Regions from separate parts of the Mus musculus genome. Here all the other regions are linked to region 2. A link is a contact called in public Hi-C and HiChIP or PLAC-seq data. All regions are on one chromosome and are shown on one strand. Each heading gives the region's core, a stretch centred on a gene start, on an enhancer-like site or on the middle of the called end of the contact. The rest is flanking DNA. Distances are from core to core; before and after follow the strand shown.

What was found. A called contact is a pair of places that touch in the nucleus more often than the background predicts. HiChIP or PLAC-seq counts read pairs in DNA pulled down with a chosen protein or histone mark.
Region 1: a contact with region 2 is called in a Hi-C map of CD8 T cells, with 6 times the contacts expected there. The contact joins the promoter of Mbd3 here to the promoter of Tle5 in region 2.
Region 3: a contact with region 2 is called in an H3K4me3 HiChIP or PLAC-seq map of embryonic limb bud, with 5 times the contacts expected there. The contact joins the promoter of 1190007I07Rik here to the promoter of Tle5 in region 2. A contact is called at or near these places in 2 of 39 promoter capture datasets (cranial neural crest and pre-B cells), 2 of 484 Hi-C or Micro-C datasets (both in B cells) and 3 of 115 datasets of contacts at active chromatin or transcription factors (astrocytes, embryonic limb bud and embryonic stem cells).

What each region holds. Positions count from the first base shown.
Region 1 is chr10:80,398,186-80,401,009 of GRCm38.p6, reverse strand. It overlaps Mbd3 (methyl-CpG binding domain protein 3), which reads left to right and starts at 1,479. Exons shown (of 7, transcript NM_001306143.1): 1 at 1,479-1,792. The coding sequence starts at 1,779.
Region 2 is chr10:81,557,938-81,561,000 of GRCm38.p6, reverse strand. It overlaps Tle5 (TLE family member 5, transcriptional modulator), which reads right to left and starts at 1,557. Exons shown (of 7, transcript NM_010347.4): 1 at 1,333-1,557. The coding sequence starts at 1,359.
Region 3 is chr10:82,621,753-82,624,660 of GRCm38.p6, reverse strand. 1190007I07Rik (RIKEN cDNA 1190007I07 gene) reads left to right here and starts at 1,433. Exons shown (of 3, transcript NM_001135567.1): 1 at 1,433-1,696; 2 at 1,837-1,953. The coding sequence starts at 1,846.

The DNA of each region.
Region 1 (2,824 bases), core at 230-2,729, 1.2 Mb after region 2:
ACAGATTTTTAAAATTCAAAAATAGAGAATTGAGAACCCCAGTGTCAATTTTCTGCTGCCATTCTCACATGCAAAAATCTGTCAGACACCAAGCCTGGCTTAATCCCAGCACCTGGGAAGCAGGGGGCAGAAGGATCTCGGAGTTCAAGGCCAGGGAAAGCTACAAAGTCAGACTCTGACTCAAAAATACAAAACACTAATCCCAGCCTCCATGTCCCCCTGACCTTCTTCACTGTGATCTGATCTCTCCTCCTGATCTGGGGACCCAAATCCTAGCTCATAAAATACAGTTCCTGAGCTCCAAAAATTGCAGGCAAGACAAAGATCTTTAAATGTGTTGTGATTTCACCTCATGATCCCTTGGCAGCTCTCCTTGTCAGGGAGGGTCCCCTTTCAAAGAGAGGTCTTCCAGGTACTGTATAATGGAAGCCTGGGTGAGAAGGTAGTTGGCCTTCAGGCATGTTCCCTGGGTAAGTCTGGCTGGGCCTGAGTGGCAAAGCAGCCGACAGTACCAAGCAGGAGTAAGTGACCCCCCAGCTCCCTGTCCTCAGGGCTGCGGTAGACAAGGGGCGATAGTGCGAGTGACTCCATTCACTAACTTAGAAACCAGTTTTTGGTTTTGTTCTTCCTTCTGATGCTGGATCTAGTAAACTCCAAGCTGGTCTTGAAGTGCTTGATCCTCCTTCCTCCACTATCCCAGTGCTGAGATGGCAAGCACGTGCCACTATTCCTGGCCTGATTTTAGGGTATTGCTGTGTGGCCCAGGCTGGCCAGGAATGTTCTAAATAGGTTCGTGAGCCATCAAACTCAGGCTGGGGTGCAGCCTAACGGCAGAAAGTCTACCACGTGTAAGGTTCTGCTTTCTATTTTCAGTACTGCTGCAAAGAACAAACTTCTTAAATAGTTCTTGGTGAAGCCGGGAGTGGTGGTGCATTTCTGTCCTCGCAGTAACGCAATAGAGGCTGGGGCTGGAACAGCCGAGAGGCCAGAACGAAACGCAGAGGGAAGCAGGACTGCGTCGAAGGCCCCGAGTTGTACTCGATCTTTTTCACAAAGCCCAGGCGGGTCCCTGACAAACGCACACTGCGCAGGTGCAGCCCAGCGCGACCCCAGGACCAGGACGGCAGCTCGGGCGAAACTGCTCCAGCTTGGTACAGACCAGGTGCAGCACACACTGTGCTTCCGGAGTCTAGAGCGCAAACGCAATGGTTGTCCCACCCCGGCCACGCTGATTGGCTGTCCTTGTCTCAGAGCAGATTTATATGAGAAGTTAAGCACAGAACGAGGTTCTGAGCGCTGATTGGTCTCCATGCCCTGTGGGCGTCTCCCGCAAGGCGGGACGTAGCCAACTGTGCATTTTAAGCCGAGGAGCTGAAGTGATCTGATTGGCTTCACAGCCTTGGGGCGGGTCTTGAAGGCAAGCGAAGGCTGGGTCGGGGCCGCGGCTGCGCAGAGAGTCTGGACGGCAGTCAGACTGGTCCTGCGAGCGCGAAGGGGCGGGGCCGACTCCACGCCTGCGCAGACGAGCCCCACGCGCGGGCGGGTGGGCGGAGCGGCCCCCCTAGCGGGGGCTGTGAAGCGCGGGGAGGGGGCCGAGCGGGTGGCGAAGCCGGCGCGCGCCCGGCTGGGGGCGGAGGGCGGAGGCCCGTGGGACAGAACAGCTGCGGCGAGTGGCGGCGGCGGAGGGAGCCGAATCGGCGACGAGCCCGGGGGTCGCAACTTGCAGAAGCGGCGGCGGCGGCGGCATCGGCCACGGCGGGCGGAAAAGCCGGGGCGCAATGGAGCGGAAGAGGTGGGAGTGCCCGGCGCTCCCGCAGGGCTGGGAAAGGGAAGAAGTGCCCAGGAGGTCGGGGCTGTCGGCCGGCCACAGGGATGTCTTTTACTATAGGTGAATGAGCGCGCCGGCCGCGCAGGGCCCCAACGGGCGCCTCCCAGCGGCCTCTGCGGCGGCCTGGGCGCCCCGACTGCGGGCCGCGGTCTGGGCCGGGCGACGTGCGTCCGAGCGTGCGTCCGAGCGTGCGTCCTACGTGCCAGCTGTGGTCAGTGCGCACGCGCCGGCCATGGCTCGCCTCAGCGCGCATGCGTTGAACCCAGTGCCTTGCCTTTTGCTGATCCGCGCCACCCAGCGCTGCTGTGAGTGCGCGTGCGCCACGCCTGCAGCCAAGGCTTCAGCCTCGTGGCTTTTAGCCCGCCTGTGGCGCGGGCTTTTGTCCTCCAAGGAATCGGGGACCGTGCGCGCCGTGCGAGGGGCGCCCGGGCCTTGGCCAGACGCCGCTGGGAAGCGGGGGTGGGAGGGGGATGGGCTGACCCTTTGACCCTCGCGGGGACTTTATCATGGTTTCGGGAAGCAAGGGAACTGCCCCAGGTGGCCTGATCCCCTCACCTGCATAAATTTGGGTTTGGCTTCTTGTTCAGCAAAATGTCCCCCATTTTTATGGCGTTTCCAAAGCCCTTGCTCTTCTTGAGCGGTGGCCCCAAATGTAACATCACAGTGGCTTCTGACTAATGTGAATGTGGTTTTTGTGTGCAAGACTTTTTTATGAATAAGTCTGCTCTTTAAAAAATATTTTAAATTTTTTATTTATTTAATGCATGAGTGCTCTGCCTGCTTGAAGAGAGAGCATCAGATCACCCAATAGAAGGTTGTGAGCCACCATGTGGTTGCTAGCAATTGAACTCATGACCTCTTAGCCAACTCTCCAGCCTTTTTTTTTTTTTTTTTTTTTTTTTTTTGAGGCAGCGTCTACATAGACCATATTTGCAACCTTTTAATCAGGGCAGTGAAAGCTGTCTATCTGAATAATAGCCAGGCAACCTACACCTG
Region 2 (3,063 bases), core at 308-2,807:
GCCTCCCTTCAAAGCCGGCATGGAAGAGGCACCTAACTTACCACCCTACATTTCCTGGGAGTACCCCCATCACACCTGTTTCCTCACGGGTGTGCTCTTCAGGAAGGGACCCCCCCAAAGCTGCCCAGGCCCCAGCCAAAGCCACAGAGAAATCATGGCCTGGGAGTTAGGGAGAGCTGGAAGCTGGGGGGCTGGGGAGCGAGGGGGGTGGGATATGTACAGGGCCGGCATCTGAGGGCACTGGGTCAGGAGTTAGGGTGTAAGATCTCGGATCTGGGGAGCAAGGCTAGGGGCAGGGTGTGGGGAGCAAGGCCACTGGGAGCTGGTGTGGGAGACGACAGATGGGCTTGGACATGAGAGGGACGGAGCCTAGTGCTGGGGGGGCGGGGGGTGGGAAGACTGCGGGGTATCCGGCTCCGGACAAGGGAGCACTGGACATTATACGGGCACAGGGTCTCCCCAACCCTAGTGCTGAGGGTGCAGGATGGGGGCTGGGAGGAGGAAGGCCGCTGGGGTGCGGGGCCTGCAGCTGGAGGAGGGACGCGGAGCCAGGCTGGGGGTGGCGCTGGGCCCGGATGGTGACGCCAGGCCCGACAGGGCTGGAGAGAGAGACAGGGGGTGCGGGAACTGTATTGGGGGGTAGAGGGCACCAGACTTGGGGCCAGGGCAGATCTGAGGTGGAAAGAAGTGCAGGGCCGAGGTGATGGTGGGTGCAGGGCCTTGGACTTGGTGGCAGGCCAGTCTGAAGCTCTTAGAGAGCTGGGCCTGGGGGGGGGGGGGTGCACCGAGGTGGGGATGCAAGATCTAGGGCTGGAGGACATGCGCGTCTGGGGTGAGGGGATGATGGGCTTGTGACTGGGGTGCTGCAGCTCTGGGCCTGAGCCCCAGGTCAGGAAGACAGGCCGAATGCGGCTGCAGTGGGGTGCGGGCTGATCCGGAGCCCGGGGGTGGGGGGTGGGGGTGGAAGAAGACCTTGGAGTCGGGTTGGGCGAGGTGTGGGGGAGGCGGTGAGGGGACTCAGGGCAGGGATCAAAGTTCAGGGATCCGGGCTGAAGGATGCAGTGCTGGACTGGTGGGGTGCGTAGGGTCTGGGTTGTGGGGTGCAAGGACCTTGGGGAAGAGCCCAGGGCTGGGGGGACAGAACAGGCCTGTGGGAGCTGGGGAAGCGTAGGGAGCCCCTGGGACAGGCCCTGGGCGGGGAGAGAGACGGGATCCGACCTAGAAGGGGTGCAGTGAGATGAGCTGGGGTGCAGGGTGAGCGCCGGAGGTGCAGTGAGCTGAGCTGGGGGTGCAGGGAGAGCTCTGGGGTGCAGTGCGCGGGGTTCCCCTTACCGAGTGCCGGCTTTGCGGAAACATCATGTCAGTCGCGGGGGGCGCGGGCTGCGCCCCGGCTCGGGCGGCTCGGGGGGCGCCGGGCGGCCGCGCTTTGTCCCCGATCGACAGCTCCGGGGCCCCGCGTCCCGCCTCCTGCGCCGCCCGCCGCCCGCCCGCGCCGCCCGCGCTATTGTGTAATGGCGACGCGGTGCCGCCCGGGCTCCCGCTCCACCTGCCGCGCCCGGCACTGCGCAGGCCCGGACGCCCCACCCGTGACCTTGGCCCCGCGCGCCCCGCCCCCGCCACGGCCCGGAACCCCAGCTGGAGGCCTGCCTCAGTGCCCCCCGCCCCCAGTCCCAAGGCCACAGACTCGCAGCCTGGACACCCAGGCTTCACGGTGGATTTATGGAGTGCCTACAGTGTGCTATGTCCTCTTTGGAGTCGGGAGGGTTGGCACGGCTGGGGGCCACACTGGGCAGTAGAGTGACACCTGTCCCACAGAGGTAGGATGGGGGCCCAGTCCTGTAATCTAATGACTGGGGTGCAGAGGCAAGAGGATCAAGAGTTCTCGGCCAGCCTGGGTTACCAGAGAGCCTGTCTTAAAACAACAAAAAGTAAGACATGGTTTGTTCTGGGGTACAAGACCTATTACCAGTGCTGGGTAGGTTGAGGTAGGTGGAAGCCAGCCTGATCTACACAGTGAATACAGCCTGGGCTATAGGAGCCCTTATCTCAAAACATGAAAAAGTTAAATCGGGCCACAGGAGGTGGTGGTGGCCGACACCTTTAATCCAAGCACTCAGGGCAGAGGCAGGTGGATCTCTGATTTGAGACCAGCCTGGTCTACATAGAGACTTCTGGGACAACCAGGGCTACAAAGAGAGACCTGTCTCATAAATAAAAGGTAAGAGTTCCCCAGGTCCTAGTGTGATCCCAACACTTGGGAAGCTGAGGCAGGAGGATTATCGAAAATTCAGCATCAACCTGTGACCCAGCTTACTGAGGTGAGACCTGTCCAAAAACAAAACAAAACAAAACAAAAACAAATGATTAAAACAAATATGCTGGTGTGGTAACACAAGCCTTTAATCTAAGCCCTTGGGAGGCAGAGGCAGGCAGATCTCTGTAAATTCAAGCCCACCTTGTGAGTTCCAGGGCAGCCAGGGCTCCATGAGCCCTGTCTTAAAAAATAATAAAAAATAAATAGGAGCCGGGCGTGGTGGCACACGCCTTTAATCCCAGCACTCGGGAGGCAGAGGCAGGTGGATCTCTGAGTTCGAGGCCAGCCTGGTCTACAAAGTGAGTTCCAGGACAGCCAGGGCTATACAGAGAAACCCTGTCTCGAAAAACTAAAAAAAATAATAATAATAATAATAATAATAAAATAAATAAAATAGTTCTTTGGGCCAATACTATTTACCCCAACACTTCAGAGCAAGCTGAGGCAGGAGGATTCCTACAATTTCAGGCTAGCTTGAGCTGTATAACAAGACCCTGTCTCAAACATTTCCTTACCTGAGACAGACAGAGACGAATATCACTGAGTGTCATACTCAAATGGCCACGAGGTTAGAGAGGAGAGGTTACAGTGGCCAGCCAAGCTCAGCCAGGCCATGGCTATGGCAAACCCCGGTGGGGAGAGATTGGGACCTCCCCTAGCCACAGAGGGCAGAGGAAGGTAAGAGGAAGCCTTAGAGACTGCAGGCCTCAAGAGACAGGACCAGGCCTCTGATTCTGGTATCCCGGAGG
Region 3 (2,908 bases), core at 184-2,683, 1.1 Mb before region 2:
TAGAAATGGCTGTGAGTTTCCTGAGTGTTGCCAGTGTCCTTCTAGTCCTCTGCAAAAGCCCTACCCACTCTTAAAAGTTGAGCCATTTCTCATACCTATTTAAACCACCATGTTTAATTTACATGTTTAGTTCTGAGACAGGTACCTGGAAGTCGCCAATTGGGCTAAGCTCTAGTGAAGCAGAGACAAGCCGATCTCTTGGGTTCACTGGGCAGCTAACCTATCCTATTTTGGGAGCTCCAGGTCAATGAGACACCCAGTTTGGAAGAGGAATAAAAGGAAAAAGAGAGGAAAGGACAGTGCCTGAGATTCAATGCTCCTGAAGTTGTCCTTTGACCTCTAAATCGCATATGTGCCCACACATGAACAGTCACAGAAAACTTGGGCATAATGTTGATTGCCTTAGTTGTGGGTATAGTCTTCCAGATGTATACTTTCTGTGAGATTATTATATGTCAAACTTAATACCATTTAGTTAAAACTAATTTTTTTTATTATCATGAAGTTAAAAAAAAGCATGTGTGTGTGCCTGTGTGTGTGTAAGAAAAGAATTTACAGAGCTATCTCTGCTTCCATCATGTGGGGCTGGGGGAGCAAAATTGTGTAGTCAGGTTTAATGACAAATGCCCTCCACCCCCAATCCTGAGCAATTTTGTGCCCAGAGTTAAAAAAAAAAGTTATCACGATTCCTGTTACACAATGCTACCTTAATGCTTCAAAATTCTTGCAGTTTACTTAACAAAAATGAACCCACAATCAAAGCATGAACCCACAATCAAAAACACTCTCAGATTAAGTAAGGTGATTGGAGGTCTCTTTTCCAGTAAAACCATGACCCAAAGGTACTGTACCTGGGTGTGGCTCTGTGTAAAGTTTCAAAGAACCGCAGGAACCAGGAGAATAAAGCTTTGAGCTGCTCTCTCTAGAGCAGTGGTTCTCAACCTTCCTAATGCTTCCACCCTGCAACACCCTCAGGATTTTTTATTTAATACCCTTAGGCTGTGGTGAGCCTCAACAATACAATTTACTTTGTTGCTATTTTATAACAGTGATTTTGCTGTGACTTGTAAATATCTGATATACAGGAGATGTGATAGACGACTCCCAGAAAGCGGTCAGTGAGTCCTTCCAAAGGTGTCCGATTTGCAGGTTAAGAAGAGGAGCTGTAGTGTGACCTGCCCTTTGCCCTTGCAAGTGCTGTGCTGCGAAACCCCGCCTCTTCCTAACCACGTGGGACACGTGCAGTTTCCTTTGTGCGAAAGATCAAAGGATGCTGTAAACATCACAGTTGCCAGGAATGGCAAACGCAGGATTGGGACAGTGACCAACCAGGAGCTAGGATTCCAGGCTGGCTAAGGGGTGGAAACGGTCAATTCCCCCCCCCCCCCCCCGCCCAATTCCAGCCCCAAGTCCGTCAGAAACAATCGAGTGCGCCTGCGCGAGTATTGCCTCCGCTTTCCGCTCCGTCGCTGCGTCGGACCCTGTACTTTGGTTCCTGCCCGCTGGAGGTCCGTCCTGGTTCTAAAGCGACCCTGTGACCTGTCTCCCTGCGCGCGTGCACTCCGCGGTACAGTCTCGTGCGCGCATAGTCGTGGGAAGGAACGAGGGGCTCCAGCGTCTCCCTGAGTGGCTGAGGGAGCGAGGAACCGCCGAGCCCTCCTTCCCCTGCTCGGCGGGCGCAGGCTGCAGCTAGCAGGTGCCCCGCTCGCTGGTCGCGGGGGAGGAAGTTGCGGGGGCACCCGAGGTGGTGTTGCGACTCAGCCACCCAGGGTCAGCGGTCAGGCCATCTGAAGGCTACCCAGCCCTCTAACGCTGTGCCCTTTCCGTCCCCGCCAGCTCTCCACCATGCCCGGGGGCGTACCCTGGTCCGCCTACTTGAAAATGCTTTCCTCCAGCCTCCTGGCCATGTGCGCCGGGGCCCAGGTGGTGCATTGGTACTATCGGCCTGACCTGGTGAGTGCTGTAGGGCGCGTGCCCATCCTCGGGGTGAGACCCTCGCGTTCAGTCCACTTTGCTCAGTCCCTCTTGACTTTTAGATTGTCCCCAGTGTTTGGATACCTAGCTCGCTCTTAACACTCAAGAGTGTGTCTAATAGTTGTGGTGAGCCAGCCTGGTCTACAGAGCGAGTTCCAGGGCATCCGGGGCTACACAGAGAAACTGTATCGCGGGAGTGGGATATCTATATCTATATCTAAATCTATATCTATCTATATGCTTATAGATAGATATATGCATATCTTAGTGAAACAGAAAGTGTCACGAACTTTCAATGGAAATGCAGTTTTGTGTCTCGTTTCTGCAGGAGTAGTTGCCTGCCGCACTTTACCGAGGAAATAATGCCTAGAATTTGATCCTGTGAGGTTGACTTGATTCATCTCATTACTATTGGAGATGTGCAAGGGTTGTTACCAGCAGCTACCTGTAGTTGGGGAGAAAGCAAAACAAAACCAGTCTCTAAAATGAGCGGTACTAAGGGTCCTAGGCCACCTCAGACTGGTTAGTAGAGAATCTTTACTGATAGGCGTAGAGGCCAAGGTGGCTGGCTGCTATAGGATGCTGAATGCTTTCCTATTATTTAAGGGATTTATGTCCATTACCTACCTTGTCTTTTGCAATTATTCCAGCCACCACTGTTATAACTGAAAGGTTTGGGGAGAGAGCAGAGGAAAGGAGACCGTGGTGGCTGCCCAAAGTTGGCACTCAGTGCTGCCTTAGGGAGAACAGCTAAGATGCTTTGTTTTAGGTGTCCAGCATAACTCACTCATTAGGACAGCAAAAGAGACAACTGTATTCTCATAGTTCTTTAGGCTGAACCCCAGGTCTCATCCTAATTCATCTCTTATTGTGTGCCTCAGCAAATGCCACTGGGTAAATATGGACAATACATCCACATCTGTCCACATCGATC